Regions from separate parts of the Mus musculus genome. Here region 1 is linked to region 2. The links are chromatin contacts, called in public Hi-C maps. All regions are on one chromosome and are shown on one strand. The core of a region is the stretch at or near the end of the contact, and the rest is flanking DNA. Distances in the headings are between cores, read along the strand shown. Region 1 has its middle 25 kb from the start of Dalir. Region 2 has its middle 94 kb from the start of 4930448I06Rik.

Region 1 (6,292 bases), core at 3,715-6,214, 1.5 Mb before region 2:
TGATAAAATTCCTTTGTGCTAACTTAGCCTAGAAGAGTCTGGTTCCACCAGGAGCCTGTTAGAGAACACGGAGGGTTGCCTTAGGGAAGATAAGCAAAGGGTCTAGGTGGTGTCTGCTTCCCTATTCATTCATTTATACACCCAGCTGTGCGAAGCTGAGTAACTGTCATTCCTAAATGCTAATGAAAAACCATGTTTTTCCTGACACAGAGGCATTCATGGTCTTCACTGCACCCACTCTGAGTCCCTAACTGCACCTGGGAAAGAGCCTTTAAGGAGGGTTTACACCTAGGTCAAGGTCACTGGTGTGGGGGTCACATCCACTATGACTGGTTTCCGTTAAGAAGAGGAGGTGGTGACATCACCATGCACAGAAAGGTGGGAATTTATAGCTAGGAAGTTGTGGGAGAAGGCATTGGACACAGGTAAGGCCTCAGGTGAGAGTAATCTTGAGAACACCCTGATCTTCTTCCAACCCCTCTCTGTATCCATGGCAATTCTAGAAAATTAATCTAGAGCAAGATGTCCAGTTTGGGCAAGCTAGCTGTGTAATTGTAATAACTAGCTGTGTAATAATACCTGTTGCAGGCTCTTGTGTTAAATGCAGTTCATGACTTAGTAATAATGGCTGCAGACAAAGTGAATGCAAGAATCCTACCCACCAAGAGCTTTACACATATACACTTGTTATATTGGAGGCAACCATTCTGGTTGAAATGTTCACTTTTATAAGATAAACTGGGGTAAAAACTCCACTCCTCCAGCCTGCTGCACCCATGCTCACTCCCAGAGCAAAGGATACTACCTTTAAAACCAACAGCAGGTAGGGGCTTAGAAAGGCAGGAGAGAGACAGAGTCCTTTCCTCCTTAATGTTCTGTTTTGTACAATAATTTTAGAGATGTGCATTGTGTTTTAACCATGTATGGGTGGATTTTAAACAGGGTGCACGTCTTCAAGCAAATAAACCAGCTACCCTGGAATGAAACTTGGTGCCCACTCTGTTAATTATAGGGTCACATCTTTTCTCTGTTTCAGGGCACTTGTGTGTCTCAAAATGTTTACCTTCCAAATTACCCAGTGTTTCCAATTCTCTATAGACTGCACCACGTGACCCACATGAGCAAGAACAGTCAGCCTTGCGAGAGAGGTCTGTGATGTGAGCACCAGCCTGGTTGGTGTCGGAGCCACAGTTTGCGGAGCTGCCCAGGGTACATGCACTGCTGGCTCATTTCGTTCATTGGCTCTTTCAGCGCTTTACTGTCTCCTGGGTGATTTGGAAGCTGTGTCTGAGAGTCTTCCTCCCACTAATTTACAATGGTCTTCTTAAAATGCCCCTATTGCTGCATCTGGCAGGTATACCTGGACAGAGCCAGGATGGAAGGCCTCCTTCCTACAGACTCTGATGCCTGAGATTTGGACCATGAGTGTGACTTGTCAGCCTTTGCTGTGTGTGCAGGACCCACCTGGAGCCAACATGGCTCAGTGCCCAGGGTCCTTACCACATGGCACATGGCTTCATAGAAATATCTGATATCTCTCTCTCTCTAAGATGATAGGTAATTATTCTAATCACAAAGGGATTTGTTACTCTAAAAAGGATCTGCTTCAAAATCTAGGCAGCTCACTGTGTGGTTGGGGACTGCGATGGTTTTATGGGGATTCTATTGCTATTCTTAAAAGCTCACAGATTTTTTTTTTTTAAAGGGAAAGGGAGCTGAGAAGATATCATGACTTATCAGGTAGGTTAAAACATTACTTTCTCCAAAGTAAGCCTTTGAGAGAGTCATGGCCGAAGAAGAAAGGGTAGACCTTCACTGCTCTGAACTTGAGCTTACTGCCCAGTGGACACACATCCAGAAAACTATCCAATTTTCACAGGTCAGAAAACCGAGTTCTGTAGAAGCTGGGTAACTTTTGTGAGACCAAGTTCCTCAATGACTAAACCCTCTGTGAGCTTAGAAGAAAAGGAGGAGGTAGAGGAGGAGGAAGAAAGGGAGGATGAGGAAGAAGAGGAGGAGGATATTTAAGGTATGAGCTTGAAATTGAAAAGTCAAAAAATAGCAACCACACAGCTCCTGACTCAAAAATAGAGAAATTGTGTAATAACTGAAAATGGAGTTTTAAAGTTCAGTTTGGCAGAGTTTTAAGGGGCCATTTAGGAGGAATCAAAAATCTTATTTTTTTTTTTAAAGAGACCAGCTTCCTCTCTAAGGTATCAACAACAATATGAGGTGAGGAAGGGAGTGGACAAATTGATAAATAAAGTAAACACAAAGAAAATTTATATAGTCTTGACAATTGTAAAGCATCCCTTTTAAGGGTAAGGCAAAACCCCATTATTGGTTGGTCACAACCATTTCCAGCTACGATCTCAAAGGATGCATATGAGCTCTCTATGTCCTGTCTTCTTTATAACAAGCAGAAAGTAAACACAGTTTGGTGTTTAAATAGCTTTCCTCTGGTTGTTGGTCACCTAGTCTTCCTTTAATTTAATAAATCTGTTGCAAGGGCTGGGGAGATGGCTCAGTGGTTAAGAGCATGTGTTGCTCTTGCAGAGAACCCAGGTTCAAATCTCATCACCTACGGGTGATTCGTAAACATTCCTAACTCCAATTCCAGGGGACCTGATACTCTCCTCTGAACTCCATGAAACTAGGCATGTATACGGTACATATACACACATACAGACAAAGCACTCAAGACATATAAAATAAATACATCTTTTAAAATTTGAAAATTAATTAGTCTGTTTCTATAAACCATCTCTGGGCAATGCATGGCAATATTTAGACTTCCTAGGATATGATAGGAGGTTCCTGGGGCTTGGTAAAGGATTGCCTCTTCAGAGATGGGTTTTCATGGGGCTAGGCTGGAAGTATCTACCTGGTTTTGGCATCTACAGTATTTTACTTTCTATGCAGCTGAAGGGAAGTAAATGATTTATAAGAATCACAAAGCATAACACAAGGCCCCACTAGCTGCCTGGCTCCTTGGCTCAGTTACCGGATGCTGTTCTGGATGCTAACTTCTGTGGCTGCATAGTTACTTCCAGGAACTCGCCTGGGTTTCTTTATTGTTCTCAATGCACAGTACACTTATGCTCAGCAAGCCTTCCTCTGTGTGTGAGAGTGCTTGTGTGTGTGTGTGTGTGTGTGTGTGTGTGAGTGAGTGTGTATGTGTGCAAGTATGTGTATAAGTGTGTGTGAGCCTGTATGTGTATGAGTATGTAAATGTGTGTATGGTGAATGTGTGTATGTGTGAGTGTGTGAGGGAGTGTGTGAGTATGAATGTGAGTATGTTTGTGTATGAGTGTGTGTGTGTGTGTGTGTGTGTGTGTGTGTGTGTGTGTGTTCACCCTTCTCCTCAGGAGTGCTCTGGCCATGGCCCTGGAGGGAGAATTGTGTATCTGAGAGCAGGTGTAGGGTGGAAGACAAGGCCAGTGAAGGGCTTCTATCAACCTTTGGTGCCTTTTCTAGCACAGTGCTCCCACTAATGAGCAGAGCCCACTAATGAGAAGAGGCTGGGTCTCTCCTTTTCCAGAGACTGAGCCCATTACCCTTTGGGTCCCCACCAGTCTGAAGGCAGCAGGCCTGCTTCCCAAATGGATGGCTTCCAGCTCAGTGTACCACTCCCATTCCTGGTGCCAGTGGCCGTGAATAACCTCACTTTTGTGCTTTTTAAAAAATATTTCTCTACCCCAGTTCTTTCCACACACACACACACCCCCAAGCTTGGTGGCCCCATGTGGTGATATTTCTTGAAATGTTAGATTCTTTCTTCCTCTATTCCCCCTCCAGTTCTGGAAGCATTTTGTTTCTGTACTGCTTTGTGAATCGGGTACTGAGTCCAGATCCTTGGGGCTTTAAAGTTGAATTAATTATTAAACAGGAAGGGGGCAGTACTTTTAGCAGGCGCCAAGTAACTAACTATACTTATACTGCAAGCTGGCACCGCTCCGCTATCCTGTGCTGTGGTTTGCTGAAGGCAACTGGAGATTTTGATTCTAGTTTTAATCATGCATTTCTGTATGTTTTGGGGCAGTGCAGAGTTGGCAAGCACAGGGCTAGGAAGCCAGGCTCCATCACCTACGGACCATTTTGACCGAAAGAGGGCTTTGGGGTTTTGTTCTGTTTTGTTCCTTTTAAAAGAAATCAGAAATACTTTGCCAGTTCATAAATCAATCTGAAGTTATCCACTTCCAACTGGTTATTTTTACCAGAGACAGGGCGGGCTTCTCTCTATCTATCTATCTATCTATCTATCTATCTATCTATCTATCTATCTATCTATATGTGTGTGTGTGTGTGTATATGTATATATATATGTATATATATATGTATATACATATACATATACATGCGTGTGTATATATTTTTTGGAATTAAAAAAATGTATTCTTGCTGACAATTATATATATATAATTTTCCCCCTTCATTGAAAACAGTGGGGTGTTTTGTTTCCCCCCAAAAGCCATTAGAAGGTTGACTTTGACTTTTTTGCTTTGTGTTATGATCCCTTTTTATTGATGTTGGGGGGGGGATAAGTGGACCAGAATGAGTCTTGTCTTTAAAAATGAAGATATGCCACAGTATTTCTTGACTTCCCGAATGTAGACATTGATACTTCTCACAAACTCACATTCCACTAGATCTGCTGGTCAAGCCTGTCCCAGTCGCGGCCGCGGCGTGTATGGGAACCAGGCATGTATGGGAAATGACAGAGTCCTGTGAATGCAGCTGGGTTAGTGTTTCCCAGGGAACCCAAGTTTTCAAGGTGACATAATAACAGCCTCTGGTAGCGAGGACAAGCTCTCTGACTCTGCCCGCATCGCCTTGCCCGCCTGATTTTCACCTGGCCTCTGGCTCCAGGGCATGCTTCACCAGGCAAGCTGAGGTCCCTCGGGTCTCACCCTGCGGATGCACGGTGGTGGAGACTGTTGGGTGGAGGTGGGGGTGGGGGCGGGGAGGAAGAGCTCTTTGAGTGCAGCTGGGTGTGTGGGCCGGGGTGTGAAGCAGCCTCAAGAGGAAAGAGAACAAAGATTTGGTTAAAAATTTAGATTCATGCTTATAAATTTGGAACATGGGGGAGAGGGAGCGAGGAAGCAACACGCCCCATTCTAGACCCCTCTCAGCCTACTGCTGATAAAGTGTATGTGAACAGACCCCTCGGAACGAAGCAGCTCTTCCAGGTCGCCCCTCAGCACAGGCCTCGACAAGCTACAGTACACATACCTTAGAACGCTTTCAAACTTGCAAGATGTTCTGTGAGCCTGGCTAGCCAAATACTCCTTTGCAGAGCTTACTTTCCCTCCTGGAATTAAAAAAAAATAAGAAAAAAAAGAAAAGTATCCTTGCTGACAATTCTTTCCTCTAAAAAGAATATGTAATTTTGCACCTCCTATATATTATCTAAATCTTAACTGTATAGTTTCCAACAGCTAATACATTTCATTATAATAATCCAATAAATGTAGTTACTGTGAACCAAACCATGAGGCCTAGTAGCTTCTTTTGAAAGATCCGTTAAGAGCCAAGGTTAGGTATCCACGGTAGAGCACTTGCCTCTCATGGGATGGGGCCTGCCACTCAATCTACCCAGTACTGGAAAAAAAAAAACAGTTACAAGAAATCAAGAAAATGTATACCTTTGAACCTTGAAACTGAGCCTTTCAACCACTCCTTACACTTGGGGCAGCAACACTTTATTCTACGCATCAGCTTTTGCCTTAGCTTTGGCTATGGGCTCTTGGTATTTAGGGTTCTGTGCTGGTCACACTGGGCTCATTCTGCTCCTCACCATAGTAACTAATTTAAGACCCATCTTGAAAACAGTATCTTTCTTGTAAGGTTCACGTGTTGAAGGGATGGAGATGGCACAGGTTCTCAGTCTCATTCCCCCCTCCTTTTTAAAAAATATATTCAGAACTGGCTTTACAAATTAAAAGAAAAATTAGATTACTGATCCTTGATTTAGCAAAGGTCCTGGTCTCTCTTACTCAAAAGTGGCTCCTGCTCTTGTCCCTCACCCGACTGAGATTTCCAATTCAAAAATAAAAAGAATATTGACAGCCTTAAATCCACCGTCATAGCAGTGAGTTGTTTATTTGTTTGTTTGGGGTCTTTGTATTCTTTTCCTGGTCTTACGGCTGGTAACTGAAGAAGCTGTACATTTCTTTAAGGAAAGTGTTACACTGTTGGTTGTTGTATAATGAGAATGTTTGTTTAGGAATATTTTGTTTGAGACTTCCTTCCAGGGGAGGGCCTCTTGTCTTACCATAGCACCCTTTGGAAG
Region 2 (6,857 bases), core at 2,716-5,215:
AAATGGGCCTTAGATAAGTAGTTTTTTTTTAATGACTTAATTTCATTGTTTTGCATAGGATTCTGAGAATTCCTTAACTCAAGGTACAATCTAATTACAGCTTGATTTCTCTGTGGGGAAATATATTACCCTAGTCTCAAGTTACTTTTTGATTGCTCTCCTCTGTGTCTACTGCAGTACTGGATTACAGCCCAACCATTTCTTTCCCCTCAGTCACATCTGTATTGGATGTTGAGTATTGCGGTGGATTTGATAGCACAGCACCTCATACTGATTCTAGACTGGCAAACGGGATGTAATATTTTGGTTAGGGTGATGTGGTTATATTCACAGAATGCATTCGAATAAAAACATAGATTTGGGAGGGAGTCCTTACTAGTCATTAACATATAAAGGTATTACTTTACAACTCCTTGTGTTTTCAGCCATTTGATAAGTATAGGGGGAAAAAATCCCAATACTTTCATCTACTTCTGCCTTGCAGTACTTCTCATAAATAATTTTCATCATAATTTCAAAGTCTATATTTTAACTCTGTAAGTGTGCACTGTAGTCAGTGTTTCTCTCTCTCTCTCTCTCTCTCTGTCCCTCTCCTTTTCTCTCTCCCTCAAACTTAATGCTTCCTTGGGGATAACAAAGAGACCAAAGTGTTCCCCTTACGGCAAAACAATAAAATCCTGAGATGCTCTGCTGCCTTCCCTTCGTCCCTGCCCTCGCTCCTCATCTCAGCTTCTCTCCTTCCACCTCTTTGGTTCTGATCTGCCTCCTCTCTTTTACACCTGTGATATACGACCCTTGACACACGGTACTTCATGTCCTTGGAGACAAGTCCCTGCACAAGATTCCATGGCCCAAGGTCTTCCCTGCCCCTGCCTCCTGACCCTGCTGCCAGCATCCTTTGCATCTGGCCTCCTTTTTTTTTTCCTTTCAGGCTCACTTGGGAAGGCCAAGGTTTCCGCCAAAAGCATTAGCGAAGCTGTAGTCTACATCCCGAATGAGAAGCCCTGGGACGGGTCTGGAGGACCTGGGTGCCCCCTGCCACCTGCAGCCACACCTGTTCCTGCTCCAGTGACTCCTCAATATTATATTAGACCCAGCTGGGGTCATGGGCCACAGGGACTTCCTGGCTTCCAATTACTCAAGGGTATCTTTATCCTAAAGCTACCGTTTTCCTTTTTCAATTAAATTTGCTACCTTTATTTTTTAAGTTAACAGCGGGTAATGAATGTGGCTGAACTTCTGTTGATTTTTTCCCCCCTCTTTTTAGTTAAAGTTAGAAAGCCAAAAGTTAGCAGTTTTGTAGACGGTGAATCAGAGAGCCTTTGGGAGAAAAATGTTAAAACTTCATTTCAACTGTACAAACAGAACTTGAACTTGTTCTTTCCTATGCCGTGCAGACGTGAGCAACAAACCAACTTCTTCAATATTGACTTCATCTGCAGATCACTCTGTTCCGTCTTCCTAGAACCGGAGCCCCACCATCAACACAGAAAACACCTGATGTAGGCTACGAGATAATATTTAATTTCTATTTTACAAGAAGCCTTTGATCAGAAAAAATCAGAACTTCTCTATTAATCTCTTTGAACTACATAGAGAGAGAGCAATGGTCCAGCTGATTTTTATTATTTTGGGACAAAGCATTAAGGGATACAGACAGCATGCATTTTTAAGAGTTCTCTCAGAATGATTTCTGAAAACTCGTTACATGAATTTTCCATGATTGTGCTTCTGATCGGGGATGGGAAGAACAGTCAATATTCACATAAGAGAAAAAGAGAGAAAAAAAAAAAACACCAGAAAAAAATTGCAGAGAAACCCTAAAGAGGTCTGAAATTGATTCAACATCCCAATACATATGATATCACCAAGGAGTTGCATAGAAAATGAGACAGCATGTAGCCTAAGGAGGAGGAGGTGGATATCTTCCACTTAAAGAACCCAACATTGTTGCAAATTGGGTTGGAATTCCCTGCTAAGTGCAACTTGCTTTTGGAGACCTGTGAGATCCGGACACTTGGACACTTGGCTTCCCTAGGAGCCAGGATCAACGCCCTCTGTCTGTCACTTTCTCTCTCGGTTGAAACCTTTGCTTCCCTTTCCATGAAACCATTATTTGACCTTACCAATGTGGCTATGGGAAGGAGTCCTTTTCTCAAATAGGAACTCTCACTAACAGAATCTCACTGAGTGCCTTGAATCCGCGTCAAAACACAGCCACCTGGCACTAACTCAAACTGAATGAGGGATGAGGACCCAACCTTGGTTTTTATTTTAATCAAAGACACCTGGTTCGGGAGGGTTATCATTTTTCCCCCAAATGATTCCGATATTTTTTTTCTCTCTGTCACATTTTTGATAAAGGACATTAGTTTCCTGCAAAATGCACTGTTTTCCTTTGTGCCCCCCCCCAACCCAGAAAGAGAAAAAAAAGAGAAAAAAAAGAAAGAAGAAAAAGAAAAGAAACAGTATGTATGCATGTGAGGGCTACAGCTTAAGTAATTCATTCACAGAGTATACAAACATTTATTGGTACAAAACCTGCAACATGAGGGTTGGTTTCTTTTCTTTTCTTTTTTTTTTTTTCTTTCTTTCTTTTTTTTTTTTTTTTTTTTTTTTTTTTTTTTTTTTTTTGTTAAAATTTAGCAGTGTTTTCTCAAATCTTCAAAGCTTGCCTTGATGGTGTGCTGGAGTAATTGAACCACTCCGGCTTTTTACATAGGGACATCTTATCTCTCTTTCATTTCCCAGGCTGTGGCTTCTTTTCCATTCCCATGAAATCCATGTACACACTTTAGAAGCCCTCCTGAACAAGCTTGCTTCTAAGTTTCACAGAGCCCTTAGCACGATTTGAATACGAAAGAGATACTGAATAAAAAGCTTTAATCTCTTGTCTGCGCTCCTGCTTTCTCGCCTCCCTTCATCTCCTCCTCTTCCAAGGGCTTTTCTATGTGAGTAAACTGAACATTTTTCTGTTTAAAGTGAAGTGTAACGTTGAAGAAGATGCCTTCTGGAGGTTGGGATGGGGGGGGGGGTGCCTCTCCTGCAAATCTCTTCTGTCAGATTGGAGCTGCACTTGTGAGCCAGCCACGGTGCCTTCTGTTAAAGCTTTACAGGTACAAGATTAGCAAAGAGCTCTCAGTGAACAAAAATCACTCAATCCGCAGAATATACAGGGAGGTATCAGATGTGCCCTCCACCTCAAATGCTGTGGGGCTCTCTCCTCTGATACCTCTTCCCCTCGGTGAGTTGGAACTGCTTGAAAGGATTTTCTGTTCTCTGGTCTCTTGTCAATTTGAATGCCAGGAAATGAGCCCCCTTTGTAAGATTAATTAATAGCAGGAGCGGATCGGCCGAGCCCAATCGCCACTCAACGGAGCTGTAATTGCTACTTTGTGGAAAGGAAAGGGAAAAAAAAGTTTGGGTTGCCGTTTAAGAAGAGGGTTTAAGGAAAGTTCTTTGAACTAGAGGTCTCAGTGCACTGGATTAAGGCAAGAAGCAAGGAGGCCTTTGAAGTTTGCTAAGAGGTTTTGAAGGGGGGAAAAGTTGGGTGGCAAAGGAGAGCTGGCAACATCAAACGCTCACTCTGCTGGCTCCTCACCTGCTTGCTAGCCAGAGGGACCTGCTGCAGCACTGCCTGGCCGGCTGCGGACCAAGGCAAGGATGCTTGACTGGGGGGCAGCTTGGGTCCCTTGCTCGGGACAGGAGCTCAACTGCTTGACTGTTCTTGACAGTACACTCACTAGGAAGAAGCAGACAGGAGGCAAAGGATAGCCAACTCTGATTCCTCCGGCTTTTCAATACCACTCTCCGTCCTAGGATCTTCAAAGCCACTTACAAAACTTCCTCTGCTTATCACTTAGCAATAAGGTATTGATAAGAAAGTCTGGAGTTCCTGCAAGGCGCGGATCTGCCCCCTGTCTGGAAATAGGAATTAGCTTATGCCATGCATTCATTCGCAGCAGGGACAATGTCGCCCCCAAGGGGGTGAAACTAATTCTTGGGTGGGTAGGCTGGGGATAGTAAAACACAGTCTTAGATATTGTGACCATGGTGATTCCCAGAGGAATAAATACCACACAGCCACATCAACAGATAGACTAGAGTAGGAATAATGGAAACCCAAAGAATACTGCCAGTTTCCTTAAGAGTTTCAATTAAAATAAAACATACTGAAGATCACCCATGAAGGCAGAGTCTGTAATAAAATGTAGCATGACTTTCACTTCACATGGGCCATGAGCTGGCCATAGGTTAACTCAGTACATGTACCTCATATTTGATTACATATATATATATTTTTTCTGGAGATTTTCATTGAGATCCCTGGTAGACTTTAATTCTCATCTCTACAAATTATCTATATACTCAGATTTTAAGACTGCTTTTGTCTTGGAAAAAAAACCCATCAGATTCATTTGTTTGGATATATTTGGCTACCTTATGAAATATTTTATGCTTTAAATTCAGAACTTCCAAAATAACCTACAAGATTAAAATGGCTGCTGGTAGAGTGCTTGCCTAGCATATGTGCGGCCTTGCATTCCATCTTCAATCCTGCAATTAAAATAAATAAACTAAACATATATAATATATAAATTAAAAGATATAAAATATAATGTGACCTGAAAGATTTGTTATATTAGCGCAGTTTATCCTACCCATTCAAACTCTGTTGTTTAACTTGTCTTATTTATTACCTTAAGTTTTCATTTCAAGCAAAAATTTAGGAGTTTTGTTTGTTTTGGTTTGTTTGATACCATCAAAGTAATCCAGCAAACAACAAACTAAGCAAGCTTCGGGGTTACTCTGGTGTTTATTAGCTAATTGGGTGGTTTTAAACATTTTATTAATTTAAATTCAAGGATTTGGCTTTCATTTTTAAGACTTCACTACCAAGTGAAGTTGCAATTCAACAAAACGTGTACATTTTTGGTGGCATACTTCAATAGTGAGAAAATACTGAGTTTTTGTTTGGAATACATAATAATGCTGACTTGTCCTCCATTATAGTAATAAGGAGTACTTAAAAGATGGAGAATCAATCCAGCTGGGGGTGAATAAGCAGGATCCTTTAATCCATGTCTGGAGCACGCTTGCCAGTTAGAGATTTTAGTTCTCTCCTGGATGCGAGAAACTTCGGGGATGCTCACCCTTAAACTTTTCCCACCCAGCAATATGTGGCACAGTAGAAGGAAGCCTTCTCTCTCCCAGTGAATTCAGTCCACTGTACTCTGGAACAGCACAGGGGCCCAATAGAGTATCCTTCTCAGCAAAAGAGACCTGTGACATTTCCAGACTCCCCTCTTCATTGACTCTATCCCCACATCAGACTGTGACAGCAGCATGGCCTAGCCCAGCTCTCAGCCCACAGCGAGCAATCAATAAACAGTGTTGACTGAACTATGACTGGAACACCCACCACTCCAGGCCTGGACTCAGAAGCCCTCATTCACGTAACCATCTGGGGGGACCTGCCATTTTGAAAGTTTTACAAACATTTTTCATACCATGAGTGTGTGAATGGAGTTAAGACGTTAGTATGAGTCCATCTCTCAAAGGCCCCAATCCTCAGCTCCTCTGAACTTGCCAGAACATGTCTCTTTCCCAGGAACGTTCACACCTGATGGCTCACTCTACTTACATGGAGGAGAGCAACTCCACTTTACCTAGAACAGGAAGTGTGTACACACAAAGATACATGCAATATAAAAGGCTTGGAATAATATATTTTTGGTACAATATTGCTTATCCCCAAGTCTACTAGCTGTCAAAAGCTGTATATAATTACACTCATTAAGAAAAACAGGCATATATTCAATTACCTCCCTGCTGCCAATGCAGGAAACAAAACAGTTTCCTTTTTTATTATATCAGATATCTTGGTTTATGCCATGCATGCTAAAGTAACCACTCCTTGAGGCTTGGAACTGCAGCATTTCCAGTATATCTGGAGGATTATAATTGCGCACACACATCAATTATGGATTGGATTCGGCATTTTCAGATACGCTCCCAGATCGCAAAGACAGAACAATGGTCTCCAGGCATTTCCAGGCCAGTTTGATTACAGGTGTAATACAGGCAGCCTTGTTAGTTCTTCCTGATGAGAGTTTCCTTTCCCTGGTGGGGTTCTGGGAGAGAAACTGACCACTGCCTTATACTAGCAATTTCTTCCCATTCCCCAGGGATGCTTTAATGAGCCCCTCGGACATGGCCAAAGGCAATCTTGTTCTCCAGCCCAGTGAGGTGAAAAGCTAATGCTTACCCTACCAGGCAAGCAATAATTAATAAGGTGTCTTTGATTTATCTCCATTCATTAACCAAGTTACAAGTTTGGGGGTCTTAAGGAACACTGGTTACCCTATGATTTTCATTTACAAGTATTGAATGAAATATCCATGCCAAGATACATTTAAAAAAAAATTAACTCACAAGGAAAATAAATGAACGTGGAATACTAATTGGGAGAGAGAAACTGACAGATACTGCGAAAGATTGATTTTAGGGAAAATGGAGAAATCTGTTTTGTGTTTATTTTAAGGACAGGAAATGAATACTGATTAGTAATGTATAGGCGGTTGCGAGGTACAGCATTTGGTAATGTTTTTGCTGGATATTTGATTTGTCTAAGTTTTTCCCAGAATTGAGATCGGATGCCAGTTATCAGAGTTAGTTTTTTGGTTTAATAGTTAGTTGGACTTCCTTGAATACATGGCTCTTAAATCAGGAGCATTTGCTGTGCCTTCCTGTGGGAAAATAATCCAAGCACAAATGTTACACTGTCACAGACAGACATGCCTTCTCAAGGGAGGCAGAAAGCTGGTGCGAGGAGGGGGTTAAACTTCTTCTGGCTT

The links. A called contact is a pair of places that touch in the nucleus more often than the background predicts.
Region 1: a Hi-C map of cerebral cortex shows a contact between it and region 2, with 7 times the contacts expected there. The contact joins two enhancer-like sites. A contact is called at or near these places in 1 of 15 datasets of contacts at CTCF or cohesin (pro-B cells), 14 of 484 Hi-C or Micro-C datasets (brain, cerebellar granule neurons, cerebellum and 9 more), 2 of 115 datasets of contacts at active chromatin or transcription factors (astrocytes and kidney) and 2 of 9 other capture datasets (embryonic tail and embryonic trunk).

Annotation. Positions count from the first base shown.
Region 1 is chr1:42,772,798-42,779,089 of GRCm38.p6, reverse strand. No RefSeq gene overlaps it. Among named protein-coding and RNA genes, the nearest start is that of Dalir, 25 kb to the right of the region's middle. Within about 2 kb of position 4,964, at least 18 of the 459 cell types and tissues checked have an H3K27ac peak or open chromatin away from gene starts, as enhancers often do. A contact at or near this core is called in cerebral cortex, where this site is marked.
Region 2 is chr1:41,271,864-41,278,720 of GRCm38.p6, reverse strand. No RefSeq gene overlaps it. Among named protein-coding and RNA genes, the nearest start is that of 4930448I06Rik, 94 kb to the right of the region's middle. RefSeq lists an enhancer at 2,675-4,245. Within about 2 kb of position 3,965, at least 11 of the 459 cell types and tissues checked have an H3K27ac peak or open chromatin away from gene starts, as enhancers often do. A contact at or near this core is called in cerebral cortex, where this site is marked.